Linked DNA regions of Rattus norvegicus: region 2 is linked to region 1. Evidence: chromatin contacts called from public Hi-C data. All regions are on one chromosome and are shown on one strand. The core of a region is the stretch at or near the end of the contact, and the rest is flanking DNA. Distances in the headings are between cores, read along the strand shown.

Region 1 (6,497 bases), core at 898-3,397:
TTCAAACATGGCTGCTTCCTTCTACAAACTAACTTTACCTTCATAGTTTAGGATTAAAGGTGAGTACTAAGGGCATGTCTGTGTTCTAGCTAGAGGAATTAGAGATGTATGCTAGGGCTGAGTCACACCACAACTAGAAATAGTCCTCCCCCCTCCCCCCAGTAAATAGCACAACCTCAGGATTGACAGTACAGTCAAAGTCCACTCTGGACTCTCAGATGTTCCTGCTTCCCTTTTGCCTAAGGCAAACCTTCTCTTCCTCCGTACCTAGAAGCAGTCATGTCCTCTCCTTTTTTATTTCTTTTGCATTCACCTTTGAGCCTACAGGGGTCATTTCATTCAAACCGTCACATCCAACAAGATGGCTCAGTGGGTAAAGATTGTCACCTCTGAACTCAATGGCCTGAGCTGGATCCCCAGGCCCAGCATCTTGTGACGAGAGAACTGACTCTCACAGGTTGTCATCTGACTTCCACATGAATGCACGTCACAGTGTATGCCCCACCCCTACAAATAAATGTAATATTTATTTATTACTTAGAGACAGAGTTTCTCTGGGTAGTTCTGGCTGTCCTGGAACTTGCTCTGCAGACCAGGCTGGTCTACAGAGATCTCAAGGCTCTACCTGCCTCTGTCTCCCAAGTGCTGGGATCAAAGGTATGTGTCGCGACTGCCTGCTGTAAAAAATTGTTTTTTTGGTCTTTAAATATTTTAAAATTTATTTTATGTATGTGAATGTTTTGCTTTCATGCACACTAGAAGAGGGAATCAGATTCCATACAAATGGTTATGAGTTACTATGTGGTTGCTAGGAATTGAACACAGCTCCCCTGGAAGAGCAGTGCTCGGTCTCTCCAGCTTGTGAAAAACATTTTAAAAGGAGATTAAAAAAAAAAAAAGGTGTGAGTGGTGGTGCACACCTTTAATCCCATCACTTGGGAGGCAGAGGCAGGCAGATCTCTGAGTTCAAGGCCAGCCTGGACTACAGCGTGAGTTTCAGGGCAACCAGGGCTACACAAAGAAACAAACAAACAAACAAAAAAAATAATAGGGGCTGGGGAGATGGCTCAGCGGTTGAGAGCACTGACTGCTCTTCCAAAGGTCCTGAGTTCAATTCCCAGCAACCACATGGTGGCTCACAACCATCTGTAGTGGGATCTGGTGTGTCTGAAGACAGCAACAGTGTACTTACTCATATAAATAAAATAAATCTTTATAAAAAAAAGTATTTAAGACATTAGATAAGGCCAGACCTATGGGTTTAGAGATTGGTTCAACTAGTTGGAAAGGGAAACTACTTTAACAGTTAAAGTTAGACTCTGTTCATTAAGTTCAAAGCTTTCATTCATAAAATCAATTAACAATGTAGACTGCCCATCTGTCTCTGAGGACACTGTCAGCTAGTCAGCACCCTAAATTCTCCCAGAGTCAGCTCATTTTACGACTCTTTGAGTCTGGCGTCCTTATGGTCACCAAACCCCTGTATGTGGTGTTTGTTTGTTTGTTTCTTTGCTTTTGTTTTCTGAGATGGGGCTTCTTTGTATAGCCCTGGTCATCCTGGACCAGGCTGGCCTGGAACACGGAGATTCCTCTGCTGATAGGTCCCATGTTATATTGTTATTGACCTTATGCCCATCTTGACATATGTGGGGAGACCACAGTGCTCCTCACTGATGTTGGGGAACCCCTGGAAAAATGACTTCCCACAGTCATGCTAAGAGCAGTGTCTTCTGGACCATGCCGCACAGATGAGAGACATCCTGGAACAAATTTAGTGTAACATTCCAGTCTCTTTGAGGGGTCACACTTTCCTCTGTGACCCCACACAGTTCGAGGCTTCAACTTTGTGCCACTCACCCCGTGGGCCATGTCTTTGCCAACCAGCTGAACTGAGCTTCTCTCCCTGCTCTACCAAAATCTGCTTAGCATTATCATAAGCCAGCAAATCCAGCCTATCCAGTTTGATTCCTCTGCAGTTATGCCACATGTTTAATGGTGCATTGGAGGCAAGGCCATTCAGGTGAGGAAGCTCTTTCAGCCTCTTCCAGCTTGCACTTTTGGGAGTCTGGATTTCCCAGATCTCAGATGCAGTTTCTGCTCTTGATCTGGAGGAAGTTCCACCATTCTCCACGCGGAGGCGGGCTTGCACCACTCAGGGTGCAGGGGCTCTGGAAAAGCCAAAAAAGTTTTCGCTCCCCACCTTGGAGCCTCAGACCTTGGGCAGGGCTGCTTTTGTTAACTTCCACTTCTCTTTGGCTTGGACACGTTGCCCACTCAGACTGGGGTTTGTTTCTTTCTTCCCAAAGGGACTGATCAGAGAAGTATATAATGTGGACTTGGTTCTGGGGCAGGCTCGGGAGGCCCAGCTATGACTGCCCTATTTCCAGATGGAGAAACTAAAACTTGGAATGCTCACAGGGTGCTGGGGTGATGACACCGGCCACTCTTGGGGTGTTCTGATTTTGTTCTAGCACCTTGGCTGACAAGCACAAACTGAACTGGGGTCTACAGCCCCAAAGGACTCTGGGATGCTAGGGAATACCCTGGGCTTGTGACTTGGTGTGTAGTTATGTTTTGGGTCTCCAGTAAGTGCTGTGGTGGACCAGCTTCTGCCCATTGCATATGTACTGTGCATATATGCAATTCCCATGTGTGATGATTAATGTTGACTGTCAGGTTGACAGGATCCAGTGTCACTTATGAGACAAACCTCTAGACATGTCCTCAAGGAATTTTCTAGATTGTGCTTCTCCAGGTAGGAAAACCCCTACCCCCGAAACTGGCCAGTACCATTTCATGGGCTGGGGTTTTATTCTGAATAAGAAGAAAGTGGGCTGAGTACCAGCATTCATCTGTCTCTGCTTCCTCAGCATGGATGCCACATGACTAGTTTCCTCAGGCCCCTGTAGCCACATCTTCCCCACTCTGGTGATGTGAACCCCTCTCCCCCTCCCTTCTTTGAGTTCCTTTTGTCAGGTGTTTTGTTAAATAGCAACAAGGAAAATAACAATTTTTTCCTACCACCCAGGAGACAAATGGAAGCATGGGTGAAGAGCCCAAGCCAGTCACCAGATTCTCTGAGGGACATAGTTTGTATTTCTGTAAACCTGATCATCTGTTTTTGTGAATGGCCTGGGAAAGATACAACCAACCAGTCAGTGGCTTTGAAGGCTCAGCCGAGTCCCCACAGGGGACAAAGGGCTGGGCTAGAGGTTTGTGGTATGTACGACTGGCTCAGGTGGCTTAACAGGACCTTGTCTGTGGACACCTCTGACTGTACCAGCACTTCGCAGACAGGCTACTGCTTAGACTCTGGGTTGATTTTTCTGTGTCTCAATGAGACTGGTGTCAGTTTTAAAGTAGCTGCCGTCTGCTGGAGCCCGAGTTCTGGCAATTAGCTTCTTATTTCTCACGGCAGAGAATGACTGAGGCCAAGCTCTCTCTGGGAGATGCCCCCACAAGTGACCAAGGCTGACTCCCTCTGGGGGATGCCCTTGTGCTTCTAGTTTAGCAGGCCTTGGATGGTTTCCTGCTTTTGTGGGGAGGTGAATGACTATCCAGTGGGGTGAGCCTTCTCCTTGGGGCCCTCTATTAATAAAACAACAACTGACCCCCGGACGTGCAGGCAAATGAGGGGACACAGTATTCCCAGGGTCGGCGTTGGTCCAAAGACCTTTCGTGCCTGACCCAGCCGCCTCTGGAGTGCTCCCATCCTGCTCTGGCCCCTTGGCTGAAGGACCGGAAGTTCTGCATGGTCCAAGCTGGGGCTGCTCTTCCTCCAATATATAAATAACCCACTACCAGCTCCCTGGGAGAGTCCTAAGGGCCCGAAGGAGGGAGGGACAGGGTCCCAGGCCCTTGAGACCAGGCATGACTCAGATAAAGTCATCTGCTTTCCAGGTTGTTACAGAACCTTCTTGGTCTACCCTGGTGCTGTGCTGTTTGCAGAACCCAGAGGCAGCCTAGATGAGGGCGCTTGCTCTGTTTCTCTCATTCAGTCGTTTTTGTGGAATCAGTGGCTATTGGCTGGGACAGACATGGAGACAATTTTCTCCTGGCTCTGGAAGCCTAGCTGTGCTGGAGAGGTGGACGACTGAAAGCCAGGGCAGGGACCAAATTTCTATCATCCATCTAGAGCAGTGGTTCTCAACCTTTTAATGCTGTGACCCTTTACAACAGTTTTTCATGTTGTGGGGACCCCAACCATAAAATTATGTCCATTGCTACTTTGTAACTGTAATATTGCTACTGTTGTAAATCATTATGTAAATATCTGTGTTTTCTGATGATCTCGGGTGACTCTAAGATCCCGTAAAATGGTCGTTTGACTCTCAGAGGGGTCCTAACCCTCAGGTTGAGAAGAACTCCTGATCTAGAAGAACACACAGTACTCTACTGAAGCTCTTCAAGAGAGACCCTCAGCCAGCTAGCCTGGTCCTTTTGGGTTCTCCTGAGTACCCCGGTCCTGACTTGGTGACTCTGACTTTGTCCTGTGGTCCCTGGTAGCCTCTGCTGTTTCTGTTGAACTGGGGCCTGTCTTTATGTCTGCTCCCTTCCAGCACCACACTCACTGAACCACAGGGGAAGAGTCAGCCAGACTGACTGTATGCGCTACAGGCTGCACGGGGTTCTAGGATACCTACAGTCACCGGCCACAGATGAACACTGGGGTGCTCGGAAACTAGAAGTGAAGACAAAATGGTCCTGACTCTGTCCATCTAAGCTTTCCTGTCTGGAACTGTGGGCCCAGGCCAAGGTTCAGGACACCACATCCAGGCTGGGTCCCTGTTTTACTTGGAGCAAATAAAGGTTTCTGTGCAGCCTGATACTGCATCACTGAAGTTCCATGAACTGAAACTGGGCTGTTCAAAACAAAGCTGCCTGTTCTGGAGGTCAATATCAAGGCATGGGGGACATGGAGTGGGGGACTGGTGCTGACCCTTCCCAAGGCTCTTAGAGGGGTGGTTCCTCCTGTCTCCCAGATACTCCTAGGATTGAGAATGTATTATTAAATTTCTTTTTCCTTCTCTTAAGGTTTCTTGATTCCCTGTGTGTTCACACAGAACTCCTATAATGGCACTTGTCATTTGATTTAAGGCCTTTAATCTACTGATCCCCATTCACATTTGCAAAGTATCGTTTTCCAAACAAGGGCAGTTGTAAGTTCCAAGGGAAATGTCTTTGAGGGAGGCAACATTCAGTCCACTACTCTCTTCACCTCCATCTTCACATATGTCCTCCATGAAGTGGGGTGCAGTCAGCGGTGTGGCTATAATTCTATGTCCCTTCCTATAGGTCTGGCCTTCCAGGTGAAGTGGCGGCTTCCCAAGTCAGGACCCAAGGTTGGTTCTCCTCTGTGACCAGACCCTGTGTGGGAAATGCAGGAGATTCATGCTGAGGGCAGCCTCTCTCAGTCCAGGGGAAGTCTAGAAGAGTACAGTTCGACTGTACCTGCCTCCAGGGGCTCTCAGGCTGAGTAACCTGGGTTCATTCCGTGTTTCATAAGCAAGTTGCCCACTGACCCAAGTGGAGCTTTGAGGTAGCTAGTGTGGTAGGCCGCCAGTCCTGCACAGCCATCCTGGGTCCTGCCCTTCCTCCCCTGCTAGAATGTTTAACTTTTCCCACCTCAGGGTCTCTATTCACATGGTTCTCTACCTTTTCAGTATGTCCTCCAGGCTGGCCTCTCAGCCATCCCATGGCTAGCTATTTCCCTGACCACTGTGCCTCCAGTAAGCACTGTAGGGGTCCTTCGGCAAATGGAGGATCCAAGGACCAGCAGGACCACAACTGGAGCGGGGTGGTAGCAGCTGGGAATGAAGGTAACAGATGGAGACCTGGCTGGGCTTGCTTGGGGGCTGCCTATGAACCTCTGGGCTGTCCCATGAGGATCTAGTGCATGGGCCGAAGGTGCAAAGAACAAAGCACCATTTCCAGGCTAGGGACCCTTCGTAGGCCCACTGTACATTGGCTTCTAGGGAGGTTGAAGTGGTCTCGCTTCCTCAGCCAAAAGCCATGCCTCAAGTGGGGGATAAATATGACAGCTTGCTCTCCCAACTTGCCACGCAGCTGAGCACCAGGTGACCCCTTTTGACAGACATCTTAAAGAGGCAAAGCCATTACTGGAGGATCCGCTCAAAGAGCCTGGACTCAGGCCTCCTCTGTAGTGTAGAGAGCCCACACCAGGCAACAGCCCCCACCCCAAAACCAACCACCCGGGGGACTGTTTTCCTAGTTTCAGTTGCCAGGACACACTCCCGTGGCCTTGGGGTCTAGCCTGGCCTCAGCATTACTCAAATCTTCCTCCAAGTGGCCGCTTTGCAGACATGCAGAATCCAAGTGTTATGGAGGCTCGCACCAAAGTTCCAGAAAGTCACTGAGTAGTAGGGCTGGAGTCCCTGCAAGGAGGTTCTGAGAGACCACTGTGTGACGCTTGAAGGTGAATGTCAGTTGCAGAGGGGATCCCAGGATGTTGGAGATGACCGGACAATGGAATATCC
Region 2 (5,908 bases), core at 198-2,697, 210 kb after region 1:
GTTGGGACATAGAACCTTAATACTGACACACACACACACACACACACACACACACACACACACACACACACACACACACACACACACACAAACCCTAAAACGAAAAACTGGTGTTCCTGAAATAGCCTTCCCCAGGCCCCTCGTTATTGAGACTTTCCAAGATGCGGTGTCTGCTTCACTAAGAGGAGTTTCTCCTGAGCCAGCTAGGGCCAGTGCCATTCCCCAGATTCAATATAGGCCTTTGGCTGTTCAGAGGTAGGGAACCTGGAGGGTCTGAATCGCTCAGCTGCGTACCTGGTGCCTCTGGGTGGGTCCAGCCCTTCTACCAGTCCACTCTGGTCCTCTGTGGTTACGGTTTTTGTGCCCGAGGGTCACCTCTGAGGAGTGGTGACTTGTCTAGGCTTCTGTATCCACTCTGTACATTAGAAGTTAGGTTGATCCTCTGTTGGCCCCAGCCTTTCTACAGAAGTCTGAAAGGACAAGAGAGCCCATGAGAGGATTCAGGTCAGGGCAGAGAGCAAGGTGACGTCCAGCTGGAAAACAACCGCACGAAGGACAGTTCTCAGGGTCCTTGGTGCTGGCTTTAAGTGGCCCACAGGTAATGGGATAAGAAGGGACTGAGGCAGGCAAATCCGGGTGGGGCAAGGCTGGCCCTGGCTCACGTCTCCCTGGGGTGGTGCACGGGACCAACCACCTCCAGGGACACAGTACTACAGAATTCTTCACCAACTGAGCAGACCCAGGCTGCCTGCCGGCATCACTTGGCAACCTGGTCTAAGGCCTCCTTGCTGCCTCTGGTTGTCATGGCAATGCCTGCTCAGGGCAGTCCCTCTGGACCAGAGATGCTGGGCTTGATAAGTTTATCAGCAGCAGAATCAGGCAGCAGCAGGCTGAGGCAGCCTCTAGGCCTGTGTAACCTGAGAGGCCAGTGTGGGGGTAGGGCCTCAGGTCTGGGGACACTTGGTGTTGCCTGGAATATCACCAAGCCCCCATTTTCTTTCTCTGGTCTTATGCCCAGTACCAGGAGCCAAGGGGCCTGCCCATCAGCAAGCAGTAGTGGTAAAAGGACTGTGTGGTGGTGGTGGTAGTGGGCGCATTTTGGAGCAAATGGGGCCTAGCCCTGTCTCCAGGTCTGAGGGCAGCAGTCCCATGCAAGTGCTAATAATGTGTGTCAGGATCGTGGGCAGGTAGGGGTCAGAGCATCAAGGGAGGGAAGGGGTTCACAGAAGGGAGTGCATTCTGGCTGACTCCAAGAAGCGGATGGTCAGCTGATGCAGAGGTCCAGAGAAATGCCAGGAGAAGTTCTGAGGGGGTCCAAAATGAAGGCCCAGCTTACTAGTCCTTCCAGAGCCCTGGGGGCAAAGAAGCTGCCTGGAGGACTGTGCCAGTATGGATTAGAAGGCTGTAGAGGATCTCCTGTGTGGCCCAGGATTGACCTCAGCATAATCGTTCCCAAATGTGAGGCGGCACTGCCCCCTGCTGGAGATACTTGGACAAGGCCGATTCCCTCCAGAACCTTCTGGTCCCTTCTAAGACCTGTGCCCTGCAATGTACTGTATTAAACTGTATTAACCCCATGATTAAAATACTCTGGGTGCTGGCCAGTCCTAAGGCACAGATCACCATGCTGACAAATGCAGGGTTGTAACATCTAGGAACCTGGAGGATGTGCAAGGCTAGACTCATAGCACCAGTGCTTGATTGGCAGCAGGGGCAAACCTCGGGTCTGTTTCCCCATCTCTGATAAGGACAGGATCCCCACACCCAGGGCCCTGGTAACCAGAGTCCTAATCACTTGGGAGATGGTCTTCAGGGGCCACTTGTTCTTCCACTGCTGTGGAGAGGCTCTAACGCAGGTCCTGAGGTAGGGCAGCTTGAATTCAGATAGCAGCCTTGAGAGCCACTTTGGAGAAGACTGGGGCTTGAGGGCCCAGGTCCCAGGTCCCAGGAAAAGGCACCACTTCCCTTGCCTACTGAAGAAGGGTCAGGATGACAGGCACCATGGCACCCTCAAAGGGAACAGTGAGTCTTGGAGATCCAAGGACAGGTCAGAGCTGCCTAAGGTCAAGTAGGGAAAAGCTTGGGACTGTGAGGAAACTCGATAGCTCCTCCTCCCTCTCTTCCCCTCCCTCTCTTCTCCTCCCTCCTCTTCCTCCCCCTTCCCTCTCCTTCCCTCTCCTTCCCTCTCCTTCCCTTCTCTCCTATTATCTTCCATTCCCCTTTTCCTTCCTTCCCTCCCTCCATCCCTTCTTCCTCTATTTCTATCTCTCCCCTTGTTCCCCTCCCCTCTCCCTCCCCTTGTTGGCCTCCCCTCTCCCTCCCTTCTGTCCCTCCTTTTATCTTTCATTCCCCCTTCCCTTTCGGTCTCCTTTCCTCTTCCTTCTTTCATCTACTTTATGCAGTCTTCCTGCCACCCCACCCACCTTTCTGTTTATCTAACCGCTCACCCATCATTCTTCTACTCTTCCAAATGTTCACTCAACCATCCGCACATCTGTCCATCCGTCTTTCCATCTACCCATCTATTGGCCTTCCGGACGTTTCCTAGGCGTAGGTCTCATCCTGAGGGGGCCTTACCTGTCCTTCCAGGATGGGAAGGCGTCATAGGCCAGAATCCCTAAGACTCTAGGTTGCTTTCCTCCTGGCCCTGTCACCATCAAGTGGTGTGACTGACGCTGTGAGACCCACACTGAGAAACCAGCTCCAACGTCCTAGGTCCTGAAAGATGAGGGAGCTCTGTCCTCTGCAGCAGCTGCTGGGCATCACCTTCCGTCTATCTTCCTGCCGTCAGCAGCTGTCAGTGTGTGGGCCAGCTTGTCTAGGGGCAGTGGTACCCCATGCCCTGGTGTGAGGGTCAGGAAGCTAGGCCTGGGGCTCAAGTCCAGCTCATGGAACAGACAATGTTATTTCCCAGCTTCGGACTCCCACCTGTGGGTGCTGTCAGAGCTGCCACAGTTACTGTGTCCTGTGGGCTCAGGAGGGCAACACACAAAGATCCCTTGCCGAAGAGTAGGGCAACGACCTCCCAAGGGGAGTTAGCCAAGAGCTCGAGCTAGAGATTGTCCAGGGGAAAGGGTCACTACTCTGGGTCAGCTGGTAGGCCTCTGCTCCCAGGCCAATGCTCTGGATGAGAGCAGGCCCAGGCCTGCTGCAAGGACCTCAGAGCTGTGGGGACGGAGCTACACACTGAGGGCCTGCAGCCCTAGGCTGGGTCTGCTTAGAGTCAAAGGGAGATGGAGGGAGATGGGTGGGAGGCCTCGGGTTGGGCAAGGAACACAGCTGCAGGAGCCACCTTCCTGTTGCTGCAGCCTGGTGTGTGTGTGTGTGTGTGTGTGTGTGTGTGTGTGTGTGTGTGTGTGTGTGTGTGTGTGCGCATGCGCGCGTGCGCGCGTGATACTCTAGATTCCCAAGATGCACTTGAGGATTCAGAGAGAGGAGAGGCTGCTGCCGACAGAGGCTTCCAATAGTCCCACTAGATGCAGGCCTGAGGGCAGCCATTGGCAAACAGGTTTCGAAAGGCTGAAGATGGCCCACCAGTCACCATCCATGGGATGCACCCTACAGTTTGAAAACTTACATCTACCCCAAACCTTGCCAGAGGACACTGATAACACCTTTCCCCCAATAACTCCAAGCTAGAAGTGACCCAAGATGCCCCCGCTTTGATGACCATCCCTCTGTCCCTGTACCATGCCATGCTGCTTAGCAATAAATGTGTGGGGTTAGGGGGCACTCTGGGCACACATGCAAACATCCTAAGTGCTTCACAGGATGGGAAGATCAAGGAGACCCCCTTCTTTGAGTGTGCTTGGGGCTCTGTTGAGAGGAGGGCAGAGTTGGTGAAAGCCAGCAAAGTTACTCTGGGCTATCCAGGGTCCATGGGCACTTGTTGGCACCTCAGAGCCTTCCAGCATCATGAGACAACATACTGCACACAGGAGGTCAGTGGCTCCCAGGGTGCAGGTGGAGGGACAACATGGCTAGCCTGTGTCGTAGGAACAGAGCCTTTCTGAAAGGCAAGACCGCTGCCTGGGGCTTGGCAGCAGGGGTCGATGAACCAGCGAGGTCAAGGGGGCGGTGCCAGAATAACGCAGTAATTGGATTGTAGCTAGATGTTTGAAATCCGTGAGGCTGTGCTCATGTAAACAAATGATTGAATAAATAAACAAAGATCTGGGAAGAGGAAGGGAAATTCCAAACAAACTTCGCCGCCCTCAGCAGATATGGAGTGGAAGCTTCCATTTGCGCCTGAGTGTGGGGCCTGAGTGGTGACTTCCCCAGAGGAGCCTGGTGTGTAAGGAAGAGAAGTGACACTGTCACCCGGGACCACACTGCGATAGCACATCCACCACCATCACCCGGATGGAAGTTAGCCCTTCTCACTTGATCAGTACTGGGGAAACAAGCAGGAAAGATTAATTACCAATCACTCTTCGACATTTGTGATCACGGTCCAGGTTTTGTGCTGTTTCTGGGCTCATCACTGGGGGAGGGGCAGGTGAGGCAGAACATGCCGGGTAGCAGAGCCATATCTCACGGCACAGGGAGCAGAGAGGGAGAGAGGGAGGGTCCAGGGCAAGCCATGTCCTTCAATCCAGGTCTCCTGAGAACCACAGCCAGCCATCAGCTCCCTGCCCATCTAGTGGGCTAATCCAATCACAGTTATAGGGCTCAGTCTCCACTCACCCGTTCGTATGTCACTAGTGGAGGAGGACCACACCTTTAACACGGGAGCCTTTGGGGGATATGCTCGCTGTAGAAAAGCCAAACATTCCACCCAAAGGCTCATGTAAGTCCAAAGCCCATCACTAAGAGGCTGAGAAGTCTGAAGAGGTCCAAGTACAAGCTGGACGCGGTGGCAAACTGTAACTCCTTTACTCAGGAGGCCAAAGCAAGCGATAGCATCACAGCACAATCTCGAGGCCTGGCTGAGCTAGACGTACCAAGACCCTTTCTTAAAGAAAAAAAAAAAATCAGCCCAAGTCTCCCTCAGCGTAGCCCCGGTAGAACCAGGAAGGATGAAATATACTTCCAGCACACAGAGGCATAGCAGGAATGGACCACAAGGAATGCATCAGAAAACCCCACATGGGGCACTCCAGACACCTTGAGGCCATCAAAAGAGGTGTCCTAAGAAACCCAAGGAGACACGGTGCGTATTTACTCATGAGACACTCACATGATCAAACTATCAGTACTGCCTCAATTAAGGGATGTGATAAAGATAGGAGAGACTGAGGCGGGAGGAGGAGGGGTGGGAGGATGAAGGGAGGAAGGGAGGGAGGGAGGGAGGGAGGGAGAGAGAGAGAGAGAGGAGAGAAAGGATGGGGCTGGACGGAGTGAGGAAGACACACTATAAATGTGTAGAATTTCTGTTGACAGCAAGTATTAGGCAAACCTAAAACCATTCTGAGGTTTAAACATGTATTATGGGATGGGATCATTATATAACACCTACTGCAGACCCTGTTGGAACCACCAGGAGCTAGAGGATATGCTAGGCTGGGCATTTTTTAAAATGTTTTTTATTAGCATATATTAATTCTATATAATAATGGCTTACAGCCAAGTGTGATGGTACACACTTTTTAAAAAAGATTTATTTATTTTATGTGTATGAGTACACTGTCGCTGTCTTCAGACACACCAGAAGAGGGCACTGGATCCCATTACAGATGGTCGTGAGCCACCATGTGGTTGCTGGGAATTGAACTCAGGACCTCTGGAAGAGCAGTCAGTGCTCCTAACCACTGAGCCATCGCTCCAGCCCATGGCACACACTTTTAATCCTAGCACTCGGGAGGCAGAGGCAGGCAGGTCTCTGTGGGCCTGAAGCCAGCCTGTCTACATGGTGAGGTCTAGAGAAATTGCTGCCTGTGTGTTTCTTTAGAAACAGTCTGTCGACAGA

Evidence for each region. Hi-C and Micro-C count contacts between places; a contact is called where the count stands out from the background.
Region 2: a contact with region 1 is called in a Hi-C map of psoas muscle, with 17 times the contacts expected there. The contact joins two enhancer-like sites. A contact is called at or near these places in 11 of 12 Hi-C or Micro-C datasets (the A7r5 cell line, the Rat2 cell line, frontal cortex and 6 more) and 1 of 1 datasets of contacts at active chromatin or transcription factors (oligodendrocytes).

What each region holds. Positions count from the first base shown.
Region 1 is chr3:31,264,559-31,271,055 of GRCr8, forward strand. No RefSeq gene overlaps it. Among named protein-coding and RNA genes, the nearest start is that of Trnaa-agc47, 23 kb to the left of the region's middle. Within about 2 kb of position 2,148, at least 7 of the 93 cell types and tissues checked have an H3K27ac peak or open chromatin away from gene starts, as enhancers often do.
Region 2 is chr3:31,475,079-31,480,986 of GRCr8, forward strand. No RefSeq gene overlaps it. Among named protein-coding and RNA genes, the nearest start is that of Rxra, 90 kb to the left of the region's middle. Within about 2 kb of position 1,448, at least 6 of the 93 cell types and tissues checked have an H3K27ac peak or open chromatin away from gene starts, as enhancers often do.